Regions from separate parts of the Hordeum vulgare genome. Here region 2 is linked to region 1. The links are chromatin contacts, called in public Hi-C maps. All regions are on one chromosome and are shown on one strand. Each heading gives the region's core, a stretch centred on a gene start, on an enhancer-like site or on the middle of the called end of the contact. The rest is flanking DNA. Distances are from core to core; before and after follow the strand shown.

Region 1 (5,830 bases), core at 93-2,592:
ATTCTCAAGTATATATACATCTGAAAGAGGTGGGAAGAAGAGGTGTTTGTTCGGAGGCATCCCTTCAAAACTGATGCATGTGGGCAATAGAGAAAGAGAAGAGACATGATTGTTCGGAGTTGGACATCATTTACTAATTTAATTTCTAACACAATAATGACATTGATTTTCGTATGGGTGGCCAGGTCGGCCATTGTTGCTTATGTGGCTGTTGTATTTCGCCTGGTTTTTTGTTATTTAACAGGTGAACCTTTTCCTTTCTAATGAATCGAAATCGTTAGGAACCAACTTAAAAAAGAAATGGGAAACGTTTGTGGCTGGCTCGCCGGCCAAAGCCGGCCCAGCGCGCGCCATATGATTAAGCCTAATTTTATTTTATGGCGGGTCGTATCAGTGTTTTCTTTTACTATAATCGGTGTAGATTTTTGTTACATTCGTTCATTAAAAAAATTACATCCACGTTCGTCAGAATTGTAATCTAAGTTCGTCGGATCTTTTGCTACAACCGGTGTTGATTTTTGTTACAACAGACATCGATTTTTGTTACAACCGTCCAATAAAAAAGCTGCATCGGTTCGTCAGTGTTGTAACCCGAGTTCGTCGGATTTTTTTTTGCTATAACAGGTGTTGATTTCTGTTAGAATCCACATCTCATTTTGCTACAACCACGCCGGGTTTTTGTTACAACGCATCGCCGGTGTCGACTTTTTGCTACAACGACGTTCGCTTTTTACTACAATTCATATTTTGTTTTGTTACCACGCATCATTTGCATCGTTATTTTTGCTACAACCACGTTAATATTTTGCTACAACCACATTTCTGTTGCATTTGTGACCGATTTTTGCTACATTGCTGTTTATTTTTTGCTACATCCCAGTTTATTTTTCTATAAGATTTAATCTGATGGTTAAATAGGGTTTGATCTGGCCACTCGCGCGCGACATCAGTCCTCCAAAAGAAATTGTACTCCTACTCACACTTACGCTGCAGAAAACATTTTGTTCTTTTGCCCTAGTGACATGGTCAGTGGAGCTGTGACAGTTCGCCCAACAGTTCAGGTCAATGGCGGTGGTTCCTTGATATTTATCCAGTCAGCTAGGATCACTCGCGATTATTGGCTCGTGGGTCAGAGAAGAACAGTGCCTGTGTTACCTGCCCACTGAGCGGCACACGGTGGTGCTGAGAAGATCCAATCTAAAAGGCAGGAGGTTCGAGCGTGTCGTCCACCGCCGTGGCCCTCCACCTCCACCTGTGATGCGATCCACTGGGCGACGACGGCGACCGTAGGCCTGCCTCCTTTGGAGCCCCCCACTGCTTTATTCCAAAGCACAAAAGCATCCGCCCGTCCACCCCCAAAAGGCCCAGACTCCTCGTCACGCCCAAGTGCGCAGCGCAACGCAAACCCCCCGCGCCAAGGAACCGGAGGAGGCGGCACCGTATAAGTCCTCGTCGTCGTCCGTGGGAGTGTGAGTGCAAGCCATGGGGTGCGGCCAGTCCAAGGAGGACGCGGACGGCGCCGTGGAGCGGTGCCGGGAGCGGAAGAACCTCCTGCGGGCGGCCGTCGAGGCGCGGCACGCGCTCTCGGGGGCGCACGCGGGCCACACGGCCGCGCTCCGGAACGTCGGCGCCGCGCTCTCCGACTACGCCACCGGCGAGGCGCACGAGGGCGCGCTGCGCCACTCCGCGTCGGCCGCCGCGGTCCTGTCCACCTCCGGGGGCTCCGGGGGCCAGGCGGCCGCGCTCGCGCTCCCGCCTCCCCCGCCCCCGCCGGGCCCGCCCGAGGACGCCCCGTCGCTCGTCAGGTCCATGAGCGCGCCCGACCTGCCGCTCCCGCCGGCGATCAAGAAGAAGCCCTCCGGCGAGGCGCCCATCATGGAGGAGGAGGACGAGGGCGCCGAAGCCGACGACGCGCGGCCTCCGGAGCCGGAGGACGATGGCCAGCTCCAGCCCCCGCCGCCGCCGCCACCTCCTCCGACGCAGCAGCCCGCGCCCACGCGCCCCCCGCCCTCCCTGCCGCCGGACACGAGGCGCAAGGCGGCGCAGACGGATTCCTGGGACGAGTTCATTTTCGGCTCCCCGGACGGCATACCCGTCCCGCCACCCACTCTGGCACCCAGCGCCGCCACCGCCGCCTCGTGGGCAGCCGAGCGGGCCGAGGCCCCCGCGCCGCCGCCTCCGCCGCCTGAGCCAGAGGAGCAGCCTCTGCCTCCACCGCCAGCGCCGCCCGCGGCTGCCGAGGACGTGGCCAAGGGCAAGAGGCCGATGGTCGAAGCCGTGGCGCGGAGGGCGCTGACACAGAAGGCCGCGAGGAGGCCGGAGGGCAAGAAAGTCAGGACGGTGGTAGCCCCGCCTTCGGCGAGGCTCGGCGACATCCTTCGCGACCTCGACGATCATTTCCTCAAGGCATCAGACAGCGCACACGAGGTGTCCAAGATGCTCGAGGCGGCGCGGATGCACTACCACTCCAACTTCGCCGAAACGCGAGGTACCCACACACCTCTCATCCATTTGGTCAGACCAAGAATTCACTCCACAATTCGAGCTAGTTGAAAATATCAATCAGTTTAATTTTTTTGTCACTCTCATTGACGGAAAGCTTACGAGAGTTCAATTTTCGAAACATAAACTTCTCTGCTTGAGCAAGCTTGTGAAGAAGTCCAAGACGTTTTCTTCTATGCTGCTTACGGAACAAGTTTAACTGGTCGACACGATAGACTAAGACTTTCAATTGACCTTACTAATCAGCAATCTTAAGAACAACAGTGTTGTTCCATCCTTGATTATTGGAAAGATGAAACGATGCCTTGTTAATTGTGGTTACAGTGGAGCCACACTAATTTAGCGGGTAAACGACAGAACAGCTAATCCATATAGGTTACACATGCATAGGTTCAGGGGATTGATTATTTTTTAGGGTCTACAATTAGGTAGTTGATTGTCTGTCTGTCTGCACTCCATGATTGCCTTTTAAGTTCAGCTGATCAGTCTCCATCATGCTTGTCTTCAGGGACCGCTGGAGTTGTGTTGTACAATACAGATTACACAATATTGTACTCCCCCCGTTCCTAAATATAAGACCTTTTAGAGATTTTACTATGGACTATATACGGATGTATATAGACATATTTTAGAATATAAATTCACTCATTTCGTTCCATATGTAGTCCATAGTGAATTTTCTAAAAGGTCTTTTATTTAGGAATGGATGGAGTAAATAGAATGACTAACCTTGGTTACTTCTATCTCATCCCTCTTATTAGGATTTGTGGATCATTCTGCTAGAGTGATGCAAGTTATCACTTGGAACCGCTCATTTAAAGGGATACCACAACCGGAACAGGTGAAGAATGAGTTAGACGACGCCGAAGGGGAAACGCACGCCACCATTCTCGAGAAGCTGCTTGCATGGGAGAAAAAACTATCCCATGAAGTGAAGGTAAAAATCGAAAAGTAAACTCGGGCTCTATGTAGCTCTTTGGAAAAAATCAAAAAGGTTATCTTCTTGTATATGTACATATATTTGTGTTATGCGTTCATAAAACCACTTTAGTCATGATAACGCCATCCTAATACCCATGTTATGTGTCCTAGGATGCTAAAACCATTTGAATTCTGCATGGTGGCATTCATTTCATTGTCTAAGCTGTTTTCGGCATACATCTGATGAGTTTGTCATTGACGCAGGAGTTTGAGGTTATCAAAATGGAATATCAACAAAAGCTAGCTGCTCTGAACAAGAAGAAGCAGCGTGGGGTCAGTTCTTCATCATATGAGAGGACTAAATCTGCTGCTAGTCACTTGCATACAAGATATGTTGTCGATTTGCAAACAATGGAATCCACGATTGCGGAGATTAATCGGCTAAGAGATCAACAACTATACCCAAAACTTCTTGAACTTGTGAAGGGGTAAACCTTGCTTTTACTTTACAATTCTGACGTCATTTATTCTATTTCAAGTTTGTCAATTTAAGCATGTCACTGATACCTCTTCATGGTACCTTCTATTTTGTTCCCATATTTTTGATTTAGTTATGGTATCTGATAATTAAATAGTGTTCTGCAGTCAAGAACTCCCTACTGAAAGTATTAACCTATATATTGTTTAGTTTATTGTACGGTTTGCTGGTAAGCCAGTTGCTTAGTGTTTCAATTTTTGGCATGTTGGAACTTTATTTCATTCTTTCATGAATCAGGACAGGTCATAAGTATTTCCTGAAATCCCCATTTCCTAAAGAAGCATCTAAATATTCCATATATCCTCAATTTGTACAATACCGTTCATATATTTGTGTCAGAAGTCAGAACTCAGAACCATGTTATATGGGAAAGTTTCATCTGAAGTGTGTAACATTTTGGATTTTTTTTACTACATCCTGTTATGAATGTAAACTTCCCTATAAGAAGAAGCATTAGACTATGGAACACTGAATTGTGTTACTTTCTCACTGACAGGATGGGGCACATGTGGGACGCAATGTACAAGCACCACAAAGCACAGCTCAAGATCATCTCAGAGCTCAAATCGTTCGACGTCTCGGTTGCGGCACCCGACACAAGCGAACGGCACAACGAAAGGACCATGCAGCTATGGCAGGTCGTTCGGGAGTGGCACGCGCAGTACAGCAAGTTCATGGAGCATCAGAAGGAGTACGTCGGAAACCTCTACAGCTGGATCAAGCTGAACGTGATCCCCATTGATACCAACCTGAAGTCTAACTCGTCGCAGCCAGTCGAGACCACACCTCCCATCAAGAGGCTTCTGCATGCTTGGCACGATATCCTCGGGAAGCTCCCTGACGAGGCTGCCAAGAATTCCATACACACGTTTTCGGAGGTGATACGCACAATCCTGGTGCACCAGGGCGAGGAAATGAAGCTGTGGCAAAGGATTCAGGACACGAGGAAGGAGCATGAGAGGAAGAGCAGACAGTTCGAGGACTGGGCGCGGAAGTACATGGAGAAGAGAGCAGGGATCCCGCCGGAGGCCAGCAATCCTGACGGGACGCGCGCCGACCCGCTTGCGGACCGGAAAGCGTCCATGGAGAGGCTGGAGCTCTCGCTGAAGGACCTAGAGGAGGAATACACGAAGCAATGCAAGGTGGTGAGGGAGAAATCCCTGAGCCTCCTGCGGACGAGCCTGCCGGAGCTGTTCCGCGTCGTGTCGGACTTCTCCCTCCAGTCGGCGGCGATGTTCAAGAGCCTGTGGTCGATCTCGACCACAAATGACCAGCTGGATGATTGATCCGTGCTTGCGTGTCGAATTTCTTGTGGTGATTTTTGTGTTTATATATATGTCTATAGGATAGGTTGTGCTGTTGCTTTAGTATTTAGTTCCAGTGCAAAAATGGGGAGATGGCTTGCCCTTGTTGTTTGGAACCACAGTGTTGTAATGCATGTATATGCCTGGGGTAGGAAATTACGGTTTTGTTTCAAATATCAACAATTTTGGTAGGTTCTACAACCTGGTACTTATTTGCGAAAATGAATATTCACCAAAAGTACAAGCATCCCAAACATAATAAAAGTTAGTCCCTAGTCCACCGAACAACCACTATCGCAGTGAATAAACCGTTGATGCGTTGTTGTCGCCCCTTCCATACCGGAGCCTCTTCAAAAAGTATTCATGCATGTGCCTTTCAGGACGAACAGCCTGGAGTTGTACTCGCCGCTGTTGAACCCTTAAATCGATCTGAAAAACATCAAATCAAATCTCGCCATCCACGACAAGAGATCCTAACCTCATCAACCCGAGGAGCGGGCAAAACTCTAAGCCAGAGCTTCATCTAATCAGTTTCGACGGGCGAACTTGAGAATGATTGAATCCC
Region 2 (6,277 bases), core at 621-3,120, 250 kb before region 1:
CAGGGGTTGGAAAACAAAGAGTACTCTGGAATGCTTCACAAAGCCCTGGAAGGCGCAGTAATGCTACATACTTTTCCGAAGACTACTGTTGATGTTTTTGCGTTGGTTCTTGAGTCTGGTGGCAGTATGATACTATTCATGACTTTGCTTTTGGTTTCCAGTTTATTACACTAGTTACATATTGCATCTTTCTACTAGGAAATGCTCCTAAATTATTTTCCAGTGCTTATTCAGAAATTGTGTTCATATTCTTACTCATCTTAATGTCAATAACGCAGTATGTTCTTGCTCTTGTAATATAAGTTAAAGTCAAGTTATATTACTCACAAGTTCATAGTATGAACGTGCTGTTTTGTCGCAGTCCTTACTAACTTGAGAAAAAGTGAACATATTTAGGCAGGTTAGGTAAGTAATGAGTTAATACTTTTAGTGTGCATTTCATCACATTTGCCGATACATTTTGTATCTCTTTCCATATTTTATTTGACAGAAGCCTTTCTCCCTCACCATTTCTTTCTGCAGTACCATACTTTCTGATAAAGAGAAGCAACTACTTTCATCCTTACCACTCTCTTTTATTTCAGGCGATCTTCCCATTATAATATCTTGCGCTAGTCTTGCACTGGCAGATGCTGGGATCATGATGTATGACCTTGTTACATCAGTATCTGTGGTATGCCCTCACATTCTCCCTGCTTTATGACACATGTGTACTTCTGTCGAGAGATATTTAAACTGGAAGCTGATCAGTTTCAACTTCGATCTGCCAGTCCTGTTTAGGGAAGAATGTTATCATCGATCCAACCTCAGACGAGGAGGCATGGCAAGACGGAGGCCTTATGGTGTCTTATATGCCGGCCCGCAAGGAGATCACACAACTTACGCTGACTGGGGAGTGGACTGATGGCAAAATCACCAATGTATATTATCTACAGGATTACCTGAGATGATGCCAAGGCAACAACAATCATACTAACTTCTTTCTCTTGTTCATCAACAGGCAGTAGAGCTCTGTATGGATGCTTGCAGCAAGCTTTGCGAGATATTGCGGGAGCGCTTGAAAGACCCCGCGAGCCTGGCGAGCGAATGACATTTGAGCGACACATGTTTGCAGAATCGCAACAGATATCCTTAGCTGTAGAAGTTTTGTAGGGAAGGGAGGACAGGACTGCTGTTTGCAGGAGCACAATTTACATGGCTGTGGTGATTGTTTCTTTTGGCAAAAGAGTTTAGCCGAGAGAAAATCTTGTAGGTGTGCAAGCCATGTCTTGTACTGTGAGTTCGGAACCTGGGATTTTTCGGAACTTTGTACTATCATTCTATGGATTGTTTATGATGTCAAAGCTATTGCCCTGTATTTTGGGTCTGGGAGCCTGGGACTGGGATGCTATAAATTTTTTGTGGTGCTGCTATGTATCTCATCTGGTTGTTGTTCGGCTGGTACAAGCAGCTTGTGTTTACCACTTACAGCAATCTCACGCCTCCAAAATTTTGTGTTTACCACTTCACATTTCAGTTGCAGTGGGCTTTATTTTCAGCAAGAATGCCTCTATTTACCTAGAAGAAACAAGAATATCGTTGCTATTCATGCTTCATAGTGCGTTATCATGAAGTCGCAAAAGAAAAAAATAATCCTGATGAGAGTGCATTATCCCCATCCCGTTCCAACAAATTAATACAGCCAGTTTCCAGCTAAACATTTGGCCGGCCTCTCCCACTGCCAGTGGCGCCACACCCCCTCACACCCCAGCCCCAGAAAAATATCTCCCCCAGAGAAATATCCAGCCGTTGGTGTGGCTCACCGGCTGGCCGTCCATCCATCCCCCCCGTACACTATAAAACGCCCTCCACAGTTCACTCCCACACTCACCCCTCCCCAAACCCCAGCGCCAGAACCTTATCCCCAGTCGAGTCTTATCCCCCCTCTGCAATGGCGGCCACCCTCTTCTCCACCGCGCTCTCGCACCACTTCATCCCCCTCCCCTCCGCCGCCAGGCCCGCCGCGGCCGCCTCCGCCTCCTTCACCTGCGGCCCGCTGCGCGCCGTGTCGGCGCTGCTGGCGCCGCGGAGGCGGCTGCTGCTGCCCGTGGCCGTGGCCGTGTCGTCCGAGTTCGACACGGAGGACGCCGAGGGGGAGCAGAGCGAGGGCGAGGGCGGGGGCGACTCCGAGGCCGAGTACTCCGAGGACCTCAAGGTCTTCGTCGGCAACCTCCCCTTCACCGTCGACAGCGCGCAGCTCGCCGGGCTCTTCGAGCAGGCCGGCTCCGTCGAGATGGTCGAGGTATAAATTCACGCTCCCTGGTCTTGGTATTTACTGTTTACTCTTAGAGCAAAATTGTAATGGCCTACAGGTAATTACTCTAGTGTCCCGACGAAATGTGAAATTCTGCTTGGCATTGCATGGTTAGGATATATAGAGACTTGTTTCAGTGTAGTGTCGGGTTGTCTGATGGATGTGGAATTGGTACTGTGTATAGACTGTTTCCTCAAGGATAGGATAAGGTGCTGTAAATTTGTCTCGGCATGCAGTAAGTTCGAGTTGGTTCAGTACTTCAGGGGCCTCTCACTATAACAAATGAATGCTCAGTTATAGCAGAGTAGCATAGGTTGTTTTTCTTCAGGATAAGATAAGATAAGGTTTTGCAAAACGGCTTGAACTAAGTTTGAATTAGTTCAGTGGCGGTGTAAATGAAACATACTACAGCAAATGAATGTTCAACTGTGGCAGAGCTGCGTGCTAAATCCTTGATAGTTTATTTTTTCAGAATTATATATCATCTCATTTTTTGCAGGTTGTATACGATAGAATGACCGGACGGAGCCGTGGATTTGGATTCGTCACAATGGGTTCAGTTGAGGAAGTTGCTGCCGCCGTCGAGCAATTCAATGGCTATGTAAGCAGTCTTTTCATCTGTTTTAAACCACCTTATCTTGGTACACTAAATGGGTTTCAGTGACTAACCGCAGATAAATTTTACATGCTGTTGTGAAGAAGTTACTTCTCTATACATTAGGGTGTTTGTCTTTCATGTAATGTTTAAGCGAAGATGCACCTATGCTCAGGTTACTAGTATAAACCTGAAATCTGATATCACACATAACTAAACGTTGTAGTGCAGTCTTTGTTAATTGTTTGGGACTATTTGTTTTCTCTTGTGCATAGTGCATTTGTTGGAGTATTGGACTGTCAACTAACTGATTTTATATCTCCCTATTTAGACCTTCCAAGGAAGACCTTTGAGGGTTAACTCCGGACCACCACCACCCAGAGATGAATTCGCACCCAGAACACCGAGGGCCATGGGCGGCGGTGGTGGTGGCGGCAGCTTTGATTCAGCCAACAAGCTCTACGTCGGGAACCTATCCTGGGGTGTTGACAACTCAACGCTTGAGAACCTGTTCAGCGAACAAGGAAAGGTGCTTGATGCTAAGGTCATCTATGACCGGGACAGCGGCAGGTCGAGGGGCTTTGGCTTCGTCACCTATGGCTCTGCTGATGAGGTCAACAATGCGATCTCAAACCTCGACGGAGTGGTAAGTTCTTGCATATTATGTTCAGTGTCCAGTTTCAACAGAGTTACATCTATCTAGTTGTGTAATGTGACTATAGTCCTTCACATTGTTTAATGTGACGGCTTGTATGTTCTTCGCATTGTTTTGTGAAATAGGTATACTGATGAAGCATATGGTTTTTGTTGTGTAGGACCTTGACGGCAGGCAGATCCGGGTTACCGTGGCAGAGTCGAAGCCGAGGGAGCAAAGGCGGTTTTAAGATATCCTGACGCTGGTTAGAGATTAATCACGTGTTGCGTAAGTGTTAGTTTGTAGTTTCTACTACTATTTTCTCGCGGTTGATGAGAGAGACTGGGAAGTGAATTTGTATACCGGAAGATTTTTGTCAGCCGTGCAACTCGTTGCGCCTCTTGATAGAAAAAGTAGAAATTTTGTCAAAGTCATTCTATATGCTTAGCAGCATAGATGATGTACGATACCATTAAAAACCCTTTTGAATGTTTGTTGATGCTGTGTATGGCTCTATCCCCCTCGAAAGTAAAACGCCTACTGTTTCTCTGAATTTCTTTTTCTAGCTTAAGTCCCTACTTTTTGCCCAAAAATAACTCGTAAATTACTGTTTCTCTGAGTGTCTTTTTCTAGGTGAAGTCCCTACTTTTTGCCCCCCAAATAGCTCGTAAATCCAATGGGAATTTCTGTACTTTTTTGCAAAAATAAATAAATCGTAATCCACTAAATTGTCAGCTCAGATGACACGATCGAGTCGGATCGATGGCTAACCCTCTTCCTAATCCGATCACGAACGCTTCTTGCCCACGTTAATTCGAACCGGAAACCAGTCCAGCCAGGTGTCGGATCACGAGCCTATAATACGTACGTGACATAGAGGGTGTTTGTTTCCCACGACTTATTGGTTTTGGGACTTAAAAAAGTCCTTATAAGTCCCACCTAAACCAAACACAAGGGACTTATTATGGTTATTTGAGACTTATCAAATAAGACTCTCTAGTAGAAGCTTATTGGGACTTATTGCTGGTTAGGTCCGCGGAAGTCGATCCAGTGGCCGCCGCCCTGTCCCTCGTCGCTCGCACCGCCCCAATCGCCGCCGGCCGCTCGCCCCGTCCCCGCCCGCCCTGTCGCCGCCCGGGCCGCCCCATCGCCGCCCCGCCCCGTCGCCACCCGGTTCGTCCCCCGCCGTCCCGTTTTCTGCAATATGGACTTATAAGTCCCTGTAAACAAACAGGTAAGGACTCGGAACTTATAAATCCCTGTAAACAAACAGGTAAGGACTCGGAACTTATAAGTCCCTGTAAACAAACAGATAGGGACTTATGACTTATAAGTTGGCACTTAAAAAAGTCCTAGGATTTATGAAACAAACAGGGCCATAGGGTAGCAAGCGCCGCCAGAGGCTCTGCTAGTCTAGGGCACAGAGGTACTACAGCGACGTAACTACTCGTAAACTCGGCCATGGCTCAGGTCGACGGCGGCAACGGCAGCCACGCCATCGACATGGACGTCGGCGGAGACGCCAAACACACGGGGCCTCTCGCCGGCCACCCGCTCGCCTCTCCAAGCAATCCAAGCCACGCCATCGACATGAACGTCGGCGGAGACGCCAAACACACGGGGCCTCTCGCCGGCCACCTGCTCGCCTCTCCAAGCAATCCAAGCCACGTCATCGACATCGACGTCGGCGGAGCCAAACATGACGGCGACCATCTCGCCACCCCGAGCGACCCCTGCCACGCCGTCGACGTCGACGCGGCGCCCTCGGAGCCATCGGAGTGCGGGGTGTGCATGGAGCCGCTCGAGTGGGTGGCGATCGGGCCGTGCGGCCACCGGGAGGTCTGCTCGGACTGCGCGGTCCGCATGCGCACCGGCTCCAATTCCCAGCTCGCCGGCCGCCGGTGCTGCATCTGCCGGGAGCCCTGCCCCACCGTGCTCGTCACCATGTCCGGCGGCGGCGGGCCGCGGGCGTGCCCCAAGCTGCCGCCGCTGGGCGCGTTCCAGGGGCCGGCGGGCGGCTGCTACTGGTACCACAGCGGCTCGGCGGCGTACTTCGACGACGAGCAGCAGTTCCTGGCGGCCAGGAGGGCGTACCCGAAAGCGGAAGGCGACGCGCGCGAGGAGGACGGCGCGAGCGACGAGGACGGCGCGCGCGGCGTGGGGGCGTGCTCGTGGCTCTCCTCGCCGCTGGTGACCGGCCTGCTTTTCGTGGCTCTCTTTCTCTATATGGTCGAAGCCCACGGGGGCGCCCTACGATTCTGGGCCAATGATTGACAAGGTTCTGGCTTAAAATTGCTGAACTGAGATCACGTGATTATGTTTGACGTGGGTATTGTATTTCGATATTCAATTTTGCTAAAACACATCTAGATGTGATACAAATATTGTATATTTAAATCTTATATTATAGATTTTACGTAAAGACTCGTGCGTGTATTTTTTTCATTTCATGCTTGATTTAGTAATTTAGATGTGCAATAACTATGTCACATCCAAATATGCCCTAGACACACCCCTTGGATATTATTATCTTAGAATTCTAGAATTTGACTCGGTTAGGTTTGTAGTTTAGCATCGTGAGGGAAGTTTTGTAAAGGCAACAAATTGCTCACATATTTGTAGGCGAGACTTAGTTGGAACGTGTTATAAGTGCTCATTTAGAAAAAGATGATCGACTTTTATTCAATATCTTTGCTATTTGGAAGTTGTCTTTTCTCTTTTCTTTTATGAGTTACTTATTTTCCATTGTATGACT

The links. A called contact is a pair of places that touch in the nucleus more often than the background predicts.
Region 2: a contact with region 1 is called in a Hi-C map of seedling, with 4 times the contacts expected there. The contact joins the promoter of LOC123425182 here to the promoter of LOC123425180 in region 1. A contact is called at or near these places in 2 of 6 Hi-C or Micro-C datasets (leaf and seedling).

Annotation. Positions count from the first base shown.
Region 1 is chr2H:80,415,973-80,421,802 of MorexV3_pseudomolecules_assembly, reverse strand. LOC123425180 (nitrate regulatory gene2 protein-like) reads left to right here and starts at 1,342. Exons shown (of 4, transcript XM_045108857.1): 1 at 1,342-2,488; 2 at 3,264-3,439; 3 at 3,688-3,911; 4 at 4,458-5,439. The coding sequence starts at 1,483. The coding sequence ends at 5,247.
Region 2 is chr2H:80,662,332-80,668,608 of MorexV3_pseudomolecules_assembly, reverse strand. It overlaps LOC123425182 (29 kDa ribonucleoprotein A, chloroplastic-like), which reads left to right and starts at 1,870. Exons shown (of 4, transcript XM_045108860.1): 1 at 1,870-2,281; 2 at 2,793-2,894; 3 at 3,220-3,534; 4 at 3,704-4,075. The coding sequence starts at 1,931. The coding sequence ends at 3,772. It overlaps LOC123425183 (exosome complex component RRP41-like), which reads left to right. Exons shown (of 7, transcript XM_045108861.1): 4 at 4-124; 5 at 585-673; 6 at 771-920; 7 at 1,001-1,357. The coding sequence ends at 1,090.